2 separate regions of the Mus musculus genome follow, and region 1 is linked to region 2. Evidence: chromatin contacts called from public Hi-C data. All regions are on one chromosome and are shown on one strand. The core of a region is the stretch at or near the end of the contact, and the rest is flanking DNA. Distances in the headings are between cores, read along the strand shown.

What was found. Hi-C and Micro-C count contacts between places; a contact is called where the count stands out from the background.
Region 1: a Hi-C map of embryonic stem cells shows a contact between it and region 2, with 1.8 times the contacts expected there. The contact joins the promoter of Sfrp1 here to the promoter of Nkx6-3 in region 2. A contact is called at or near these places in 2 of 39 promoter capture datasets (embryonic stem cells and liver), 3 of 484 Hi-C or Micro-C datasets (all in embryonic stem cells) and 2 of 115 datasets of contacts at active chromatin or transcription factors (both in embryonic stem cells).

Annotation. Positions count from the first base shown.
Region 1 is chr8:23,408,847-23,413,791 of GRCm38.p6, reverse strand. It overlaps Sfrp1 (secreted frizzled-related protein 1), which reads right to left and starts at 2,290. Exons shown (of 3, transcript NM_013834.3): 1 at 1,464-2,290. The coding sequence starts at 2,007.
Region 2 is chr8:23,151,997-23,157,566 of GRCm38.p6, reverse strand. Nkx6-3 (NK6 homeobox 3) reads right to left here and starts at 4,296. Exons shown (of 3, transcript NM_029002.2): 1 at 3,598-4,296; 2 at 1,197-1,366. The coding sequence starts at 3,982.

The DNA.
Region 1 (4,945 bases), core at 1,041-3,540, 260 kb before region 2:
CAATGGGGATTGAAAGCACAGTGCTGGCCTAGGGAAATGCTCAGCCCCCAGTGAGCCATCCCAAATGGCTACACATACCAGCCCTGAGGACAGAGGTGCCCCGGGCTACCATTTACCTTACAGGCTGGGGCCCACGCCAGACAAGGGCAATCACTTTGGACCTACCTTCCTCCCTAGAATGAATAGGAGCCTTCAGACTTTCCTCATGCCTACCCCAGTCCTCACTCTGGGGCAGCAAAATGAGGCACCAACAAGAGGCACTTGGCAGTGCGTGCACTCCTGTAACCCTAGAACTGAGGAGCCTGAAACAGGAGGAATTTGTGTTCAAGACCAGCCTGGGCTGAACACCAAGAGACTAAGACCCTGCTTCAGAAAGCCAAGACACTCAACACTCGAAGATAAGTAAAGTCTCCCCTTCAGAAATGGCCAGGAGGTGCCCACTTCTGTGACAAGGGCCACTGGACAAGAATATATGTTATATACTCCTAAGGCTCGCCTCACAGGAATGAACACAGTCAGGATTCATACCACCAGCATGCTGTGGTGCAGCTATGAGTTCTGTGTGTGTTTCTAGTTTGATTTTGTTTGAGTCTCCAGATTTTCTTTTTCCCTCTCACATGAAAATTTCCCTTTAAATACAGGGTTCCCAAGAGAAATTCGGGCCCCCCAGGGTTCAGTATTTGCAGCACCCAATTTGCAGGTCCTCACCCTTCCAGGAGGAGATAAACAATGAGCTAATTACATTTTTATCTTTCTAATTACCCAAGGATTTGTGTGAAGGAGAGAAGCAGGGGGTAAGCAAGGCTGGGGCACCAGAGGTTTTTGCATCCCCCTTGGTTTGCTAAACTCAAGGTTGCTGCCTGAATTTAGAGGGGAAGAAAGAGAAGTTGCGCTTTCTAAACTTCTTTCCTCTTCCAGATCTGCAACACGACTGGAAGATAAGCTGAGCAAAGAGGATTTCTTGTTGATGGTTTTGTTTTTAGAGAAAAAAATTACAAACTTATGAAAATAAATCCCTCCGTCTTACGTTTGGGGTTGTTTGTTTGTTGTTGTAGTTTGAGCGAGTGGTTTTCCAAGGGAGCAGTGTCTGTCTCGGATGTTAACAGTTTTGGAACAGGACACCGCACTCTCTCTGAAGAGATAGACGTCCTTTTATTTAAAACCTAAGCTTTGCTTTCTTTCAGGTATGGAAAACGCCAGACTGGAGCTTAGGAAGAGCAGCTCCAGGTCTCCCCTCGCCCCCCCCAACCCCCCCCCCCCCACGGCCGAGGCTCACCAGCCATCAGGGAGTACCTGGAGCGGGAGAAGCGCCAAGCGATGCCTGGGCCTCCCAGAAGCTTTAGGGATCGGGTCTGCACACCTTGCGGGTTGCGGTGCGCGGCTCCTGAGCTTTCCCCCTCTACAGCCCTGGGCCAGTGCGGATGGGCGCGGGGGTTCGCGGGCGTGGGAAGGCATACCCTTACCTTGGGGCTTAGAGGCTTCCGTGGTATTGGGCGGGGTCATGGCGATGCAGACGTCGCCCTCGGGGAACTTGTCACATTTGAGCATCTCGGGCCAGTAGAAGCCGAAGAACTGCATGACCGGCTCGCACGAGTCGCGCACGGCCTCGCAGAGCCAGCGACACGGGTAGATGGGCCGGTCCAGACAGACGGGCGCGAAGAGCGAACAGAGGAAGACCTGGGTGCCCATGTGGCAGTTCTTGTTGAGCAGCGGCACCCAGCTGCTGGCCTGCTGCTTCACCTCTGCCATGGTCTCGTGCTCCAGCAGGTTGGGCAGCACCATCTTCTTGTAGCCCACGTTGTGGCACAGCCTCAGGTCCACCGGGATGTCCACGCACTGCGGGGGCTTGGTGTAGAAGCGCCCGCTCTGATACGAGCCGATGTCGGACTGGAAGCTCACGTAGTCGTACTCGCTGGCCGAACCCGCGGCCAGCAGAGCGGCGGCCAACGCCAGCAGCACTCCCGAGGCGGCCCCGCCGCGACCCCGCGCGCTGCGCCCGACGCCCATGTTGCTCGGCGACGTCGGGGCTGCCCACGCTGCCTTCACGCGCGCGTCCCGCTGCAAACTTCCCGGAGCCTCCGGGGACAAAGGCGCAGTGCCGGGCCCCGTCCGGCTCGGCGGCTGCGCGCTGCTCCCCGGGTCTCCGATCGATGGGGTCCTCCGCTGCAGCAGGTCGCCGCGGCGGGGCTGGCGCGGGGCGGGGAGCGCGCGGGGCCGAGTGCTGTCCCGGCTCGCAGAGGCGCGGCGGGCTGCGGGCTGCTGCACCTACTTGCGACGCTGCAGCTCGAATGCGCGGTGTGCGGGTGGCCGAGCCCTGGATCTCCCCGCGCGCAGCCAATCAGCTCCGCGCTGCCGGGAGCCGCTCTCCACACCGCGTCAGTCAGCCGCGCAGTTAACCAATCGCCGCGCCGGCCAGAAGGATCGGTTTACTAGAACTAGACCCAGGTCAACACCCCTTAAAAAGCAAAACCAAAAACTAAGCAAGTACTTTCGAAGGAGGCAAAAGCAAAAGGGAGAGAGTAGTTAGAAGTGCGGGGTGGGTGGAGTCGGAGTTGGACGCTGTAATTAGAGTGAGTCGGTTTGTTTAAAAAAAAAAAAAAGGACTCTTCATAATACTTGCAAATTGATGCAGTTGTGAAGACTTTTTTCTACTTCTTTTCCTAGTTCCAAGGAACAACGCAACAGACCAGCAGCCCTTCGCTCCACGGTTTTAATCTTAGCTGCTTCCCAGCTGCTCGGATGGGCAGGCTGAATTTAGGGAGCTCTTTTAAATTCCCGGGGAGTCTGGGCTTTTGCAAAGACTAAGAGAAGGTGGTGTTTGTGGCTGTGTTCCAGGTGACCGAAGGTAGAACGGGAAAGGGGCTCACTGCGGAGAAGAGCACTGATCATGTGGGTATTAGCTCCCAAGGACAGTTGACGTTTTTAAACGATGTTTTTAAGACCCTACTCAAGTCTCAGCTCTGCAGACAACACATATGTGCACAAACTTACACACACACACACACACACACACACACACACACACAGACGCGTTTGTGGATTAGAAAGCCAAAGCACTAAAAATACCAGCAGTACTGGGTGGGTGGATACCAACTCAAGATACACATGCTAATTCAGAGGTCAAAAACCAAAGGTGTGTCACCCCCTCCCGCATAAGGCAGAAGCCAGGCAAGAAAGAATAACTAAGTCGTCCTCTAGCCTCCCCCACCCCTGACCACACACACCCACTACTCACTTCCTGGGAATTGCTTGAGTGTTCCAAATACTCCCCTTACATTCAGAGAGCTAGGGGTGGGATCTAGAGTAGAGAGGAGACCGCACAAGCAGCCGGAGAAGTTCTCTGGATCACCTCATTCTGTGTTCTTCATAGTGGGTGGAGGGGCAGCAGAGGATGCAGTGTGTTGCGGTACTGGGTGGCAAATGGGTCGCCACTCCTAGTTGCAAAGCCCAACACAGTGGGAGATGCCGCTGGCCCAGGCGGCTGGTTTATAAAGCTCTGGGGAGTCTTGCTTTCCACTCAATAGACCCAATTTCTCCTTTCCGAGTAAAAGCTCCGGAACTTGCAAAGATGCGGGGATCCCTTCTTAAAGCAATCATACACACGCTGATGCTGTGACTCTACTGCGGGAAGCAGCTGCAGCAGGCGGTCAACATGCCTGTCCTTCCTAGGCTGATGAAAGATGCCCAAACCAAACAGGCACATTTGGGTAAGGGAGAAAGTCCATGCGGAGCAAGACTGTGGATGGCCAAGGGTTAATCAAGAAACAGCCCGCAGTGCTCTCCTCCCCGAGGAGCTAAGGAATCACATTCTTCAGCCAGCACAGAGGGCAGGAGACTAGGCAACTGTGTCTCAATTCAGTGGCAGTCAGGGCTGGAACTGCTTGCTAGAGGGTCCTGGTACTCTCCCCAGACCAGATCCTCTTTCTGAGTTCAAATTCTTTCCAAGTTCGCGTCTTCACTGGAAATATTCATGTTGGTAGATAAACAGCCTTTGCCCTCTACTTTAACGTAGTCTCAAGATTTAACCCACTCACCCCTCACTCACCTGTGTACAGTTCTCCCAAATAGAAGGATGTGGGTCTATCCTCTGTTACCCTGCTGGGAATGAGTGCAAGTGAATCCACCTCTGGTGGCTTTGGAGGTCTTCATCAATCCATTCTAGGAAGAACTAACCTATGTCCAGTCAGCATTGTTGACTTAGATGTCGTAGTCGTCGTCGTCGTCCCCCCCCCCCCCCCGTGGTCACAACTATGCTTTGCCCTCTGGGGCTAAGCTATGGGCACAGCTATCATGTTGGGTAAGGAATGTTAGTAGTTGTGTATTTCTGACTCCTAAGGTCCAGCTGGGAAGGGAGGCCTCTGAGTCTTGATCCCACTGATGGATGTCCATCGCATTGAGATGGAGAATGTCCCTGTAGACCACACTACAGCACAGTGTCAGCCAAGGCAGTCTGCGCCTACTCCCTAGTTTTCAGGTCAGCAGATCTCTCATACTTTAAACTCTAATCTCCCCTTCTCTGATAGTATATGCCCGGGAGAAAATTCTAGAACAAAGGGTGTTTAAAATGCTGTTGTCCTAGAGCCGCTCCCAGAAGCCTTGGCTTCAGAGTTTCGGAACTGTGGACCAGGAGAATGCCCTGGCTTCTTCCAGCCCTAACAGTTTAGGTGAGCAGGAACAGAGTATAGCTTTGTACCCTGCCTTTCATTTCTCACCTTGGGAAAGCTCTGGGTTTTCCCACACAGTGAGGTGCCCATACATGAAAATTGGAAAGGACTTTTCCATTGCTTCACCACGGCTTAAGGGGACATCCACTGGTCTTGAAGTTGACAGGAGATCGGGATCACGGAGAAGCCTCCCAGTGCCTTCCACACAGAGAACTTAAAACTAGGAGAGGAGGGTGCTCCCTGGGCTGTGGCTCATCTTCCATTCCATTAACTTTTATCCT
Region 2 (5,570 bases), core at 3,047-5,546:
GGGGTGCCGCGGCGGGCTCCGTTACTGCCGCCTCGCTACCCCAGAGTACAGACTATGCGCCACTGCACAGAGCAGCGGCCTGACACTTGCATTAGCCGCGGGGGGGAAATAAAATAAAGTTAGATAAAAGCGTGCCACAGCCCTTTCCTGTGCTATAACAACCCTCCCTGAGCTGCAGCTTCCTCCTTGCCTCGGGTGCAGTCTAGGCATCTGGACCAAAGCGCCCCCCCCAACCCCTCCGAAATGCCACTGGTTAGAATTGTCCCTGGGACTCAGGACAGTGTAAGGTAGAGCCCGGGCCTAGCATGCCCTGGCCCTCCGGTCCACCTCCGGCAAGAAACGCAAAAACGGAGTGAATGAATGAATGAATGAATGAATAAGCTAACTTTACACATCTCCAGGAACCTCGTGAATAATTGGCCCCTAGAAAAATAACATGTACGCTAAGATGGCTGAAGATCGTGGTGCCCTAAAGAAGCAAAGAAACGTGTCCTACGGACCTAAGCTCCTTCCACCTCCACACCACAGCCTTCTGTGGCTGTAACTATCTGCTGAGGTAGCATTTGCCCCAGAACCCCCCTAATCTGTTCACACTTCTTCATTTCTTCATGTTGGCAGCGAGGTTGCAGTTCTGGGAGGTCTCATGGCTTTCTTCTCCCGTGTGCCCATCCAAAGTGTGGACAGACTAGGGTGGCAATGGGAACCCTTGTCCCTGGACCTTGAAGAGGTGGAAGTAGGGAGGCTGCCACCAGCTCGTCGGGGAGTCTGTGGCTGATCTCTGCCACTCTCCTCTGCATGGATGGGAACGGGGTGTATTATCTTCATTTTAAAGATTGGGACATTTTAAAGCTGGTGAGTGTCCCACAGATCTCCGTTCAAATCTCAGCTCTGTGCTTGCAGGCCAGAAGACTCCAAACACCAGGCTTGATTAACTGACACTGTCTCTTCATCTGTAAAATGGGCCACCATGCTGACTTCAAGAAAAGGTGAGACTTAATGACGGTACTGTTTACAGGCTCTCAGATGGGGCTAGGTAGAGATGGCTGTCATGGTGCGCGCTCTCGGGGGGTGGGGGGTGATTAGTAATTATTATAATCTCTACAGTAAGATGGGCAGCCACACCTTCCTCTCACCCAGTGGCCTCCTACCCCGGCAGGTGCTAGGCTGCCAGGCAGACTCTTTCTGCACAGACTCACCTTGACCTGTGACTCCGTCATGCCCAGGGAATAAGCCAGCCTCGCCCGCTCTGGGCCAGCCAAGTACTTGGTCTGCTCAAAGGTTTTCTCCAGGGCAAAGATCTGGTGGCCCGTGAAGGTAGGGCGGGTGTGCTTTTTCTTGTGGATAGTGTCACTCAGGGGGTCTGGAGCTGCCCAGAGGGAAGAAAGTATGGTCAGCAAGGTGAGTGGAGACCTGACAAGACCCTGCCTGGAGGGGTGCCAGCCTGTCCTGAATCTTCCACAGGGATGTATTCTCCTACCTAGGAGCTACCGAGGTCCAGGAATGCGGTGGCACCTGTCAGTTGAACAGCACTTCTGGCATTCACAGTCATAGTCACTGTGACCTCTATCACATCTGGATGGACAGGGCCCCTGGAGGGCAGCTGCACTGGCTATAGAGGCCTTAGAACTAACTGGGCCTTGTGCCTTTCCTAGTTTTCCCATAATCCACTGATGCTGCCTAACCCAGGGGATGCATGGGAATTTCTTTTCTGTGCTAAGACACCAAGACAAGGATGCTCTTTCTTTCACCAAGACGTGGTATGCTTTCTATTGGATCCCCAAAGGGGTCGAGACCCAGCGGCTGAGAGCTACTATCCTAAAATTAGGATGAGTGTCTTCAGTTCGCTCTCCTTTCATGTTAAACTGACCACTGGGCTTTCTTGGCTATTTTCTGGTGTGTGTATGCATGCCATGTACCAAGGCATGGGTGATACCTTCCAGCTGGCAACCAGACCTCCGGGGCCTCTGAATTCCTCCCCACTTCCTTTCTCTGAGCCCCCAGCTTTCCGGGCCCATTGAAAAAGCACAGAAGTGAAGGCTTCTAGCTCCAGTTCCTCGTCCGTGTGCTGCATTCCTCGCAGCCAGCCTGGAAGCCCGTCCTCCCTCAGACCTCCTGGAATCTATCATACAGCCTGGTTTTGGAGCACCAGAGTCATCTAGAGAGCCCGGAGACCCCCCAACTCAGTCACGAAGGAGCTTGAGTCTCAAAGTAAGCAGAGTACCCAAGTGCTGGGTTCCCCTGAAACTCATGTGCTCTGCTCTCGTGTCATAGGCAGGGGACTTCAGCTCAGAAGAGGCAAAGGACCTCCTAATACAGTGGTTCTCAGCCTTCCTAACGCTGCGACCCTTTGATGCATGTTGTAGTGACCCCCTCCCTCCAACCATAAAATTATTTTGCTGCTACTTCATAACTGTGAATTTGCTACTGGTACAAATTGGAAATATCTGACATGCAGGATCTCTGATATGTGACCCCCCCCCCATGAAAGGGTCATTCAGTCCCCAAAGGGGTCACGACCCACAGGTGTAGAACCACTATCCTAAAAGATATTTTTCTTTACTCTTGTGTTAAACTGACCACTGTTTTTCCTGGCTATTTTCTAGTGTGTGTATGCATTCAAGATGGAGGGGTGGGTCAGGATGGGGGAGTGTAGGGTGGAGGTGTGGGAGAGACAGCATGAGCTTATAGTACCCCAAACTATAGGTCCCAAGAGATGAGGAAGGTGACTGTCATTCAGGCACAGACATGGAGGACAAGAGTTTTGAGGGTTTCCATCATTGATTCCAAATCCCTTATGCAGTGTGGGAGATAGAGATTAAACAGAAGGAGAGGGGGCTTTGCCTCTGTCCCTGACACATGTTTATCTCACCCGGAGCTTTAGTGGCTCAAGGAGAACCCTGGAAGTCACTGCCACTCTCTCCCAGTATGCCCCACTGGCACATGCCCCGGGCACTTCCTGGATCCCTGATTGGCATAATACCCACCCCCTCCACTCCAGTTCTCAGAAACCTGAGTCTCAGGGATGGGTGGGGTAAGCCCCCCCCCCCCCCGCCCCGCTCCCTAGCAGTCAGGGCCAAGGTCATCTTAGCGCTCTGGTTCTGCCATTGCTGACATGAACGGGGGAACAGGAAGGTGGGTGATGGGCCCTGGATGGGACCCCAGTGGGTTTTTGGAACAATCCTATATAACATTGGGCTCTTAGGGATACGATACTAAATTCATTAAGTTTTCTTCACCAGGGTAGCACTGTGCCTCACTGTGTGAAGGGGCGCCATGTCTCCGGGCAGAAGCGAACTTAAGCTACGTGCTGCATATGGTGGGATGGACTGTGATCGTGGGGCCTGGAGAACCCAAGGTCCCTTGAAGGGCAAGAAGTGACTGTGGGTCCAGACACCTGTGCTAGGTAGAAGTAGGGAGGAGGGAGAAGGGTGGGGTTCAGTTCTGCTGTGAGCTGAGAAAAGGGACCAGGAATTGGCAGGGCTGTGTAATAGCGGCTGAGGTTAGGTAGGTCGCGTGCAGCCCGGCCTTTAAAAGACCCCCCCCCTCCTGCCTTCTCCCCGGGACAGGTTGGGCTGGGGGTGAAGGCCCTGTACTCACTGTTGCTGCATGGCCGAGCGCTGCCTCTCCAGTCCTGGCCTGTGTCTGCCCAGCAGTTCCGGGTCCGGGTCGGGTACTCATTTCCAGCCTTGGAAAAGCTCCCCACCTGGGGGCCATAGTAGACGCCCTGGGAGCTGAGTCCACCAAAGCCTGCCACGTGGGGGTAGCCAGAGAGGAGGCTGCTGTTCGGGGTGGCAACCGGTCTGCTCAGGATGTCAGTGATTCCATGGGGAGTCCCAGCCGCCAGCTGGGGGCCAAGTCCCGGAGGGCTGAGCTTGTAGAAAGAGTTCTGCACCGAGTACTGGCACATGGGAGCCTTCATTTCTGAGAACTGGGCCAGCTGTGTGTTGTTCAGGAGGAAGGTCCCCTGCAGGTTGGACTCCATGGTCTCCAGGTCAGCGAATCGGTGGTCCAGGAACCCTTAAAGGCCAGCACTTCAAATGGTGGCCCAGAACCTCATGACAGGTTTGGAGAATCAGAGCCCCCCATCCCACCCCGAGCCTCAGACTGCCCTCTGGCTCGGCCCTTCCTCAGAGATGGGGCACCTACGTCAGCCCTCTGGCAAGTCAGGTGTCCAGAGAAGGTGGGCGGCCTTCCTCTTTCCCTCTCTGCCCGCTGGGCCTAAGGAGGGGTGCTTTCCATACTCAGAGCACCCGGTTTCTCTGCCTCTGAGTCTGGGGGCCCTCCATCAGAAGTTTTAAGTTCAGAGAGGGGACATTTCCTTGATAAAGATATGGCCCATTAGAATACAGACCTGAGACTGGCTGAGCTGCAAGCGCTGTGTCGCCATTGGTTGGAGACCACATGGGCCTCACATTGGCTTCTCCTAGACAAATTGCACTTTGAAAGATTGACTGTAAATCAGCCAGTCCGTGTGTGTGTGTGTGTGTGTGTGTGTGTGCATGTGTGTGTGCTCATGTGCGTGTGTGAAAGAATTAGCTCTAGGCGCCCTGAGCCTGGTCACAGGCTCCATTTGCTTACCCAAGTCCAGTATCTAAGAAAAGGTGGGCGCCTGGAGGTAGGGACTGGAGGCTCCTGCGGAAGTCAGAGAGAGAGAGAGAGAGAGAGAGAGAGAGGCTCAGAGGTCACAGTCCCAAGCTGCCCCTGTCGGAATGAATGTGACGCTTTGAGGTAACATACAGCTGCTTCCCTTTCTCCTGGGTAAGTGGGGAGACTGAGCAATCACTATTCTCTGGGGGAATGCAAGTCTCTGGCCTTGAGACCACGGGGTGGGAAACGTCTTGCTTAGGGAGTGGGCCGTGGAACAGCTCTGGGAGTTGCAGGGGTGTGGGGGGTCAGAAGGCATTCCACTGAAGAATGGTGGTTCCTGTTTCTCCCAGCCAGCCTTTCTTGGTCTCTTGAGTAGTCTGGCTGGCTGTGTCCTGGGTGAAGTCTCTTTCTCTCCTGTGAGCAGCCCTGGGCTCCTGAGGCAGAGACCTAAGCAGGGCAGTCGGGCTGAGGCTTGGGGCTACACTGACTATAAGGACGCCACCATTCGCTTTGTTTCTGAGGAATTTTTGCAATCTGATGATTCTTGTGGGTACCGTCTCTCAGTTGATAACGGGGAAACAGAGGCACAGAGGAATCAGGGCTTGCCTGCCAGGCTAGTCTCTAAATTCTTTCCTGAAGTCACCTGAAGTGTGAAATGGCAGGTGCAAGGTGATTGGCTATCTAAATGACTTCTTCCTGACCAGGCCACTGGGGCTTTGGGGAACACACTGTCTTGTGTTTGGAGGGATCTGTGTTTTCACAGGTGAGAGACAGAGCCTTTTCTTTGTTAGCTTTGTTTGAGGCAGAGGTCTGAGGTAGAGAAAGCTGGCTTGCTGTGGAGAATTTGACTGTAATGTAAGCAATACTTTCCGTGCCATGGGTGATTTAGGTGAGGATCAGATAGAAAAGCTTTTACGCAGGGCAAGATGACCTTCCTACAGGTTGGGCTATTTTTTTGAAGACCTTTAAAATTAAGAGTCTCA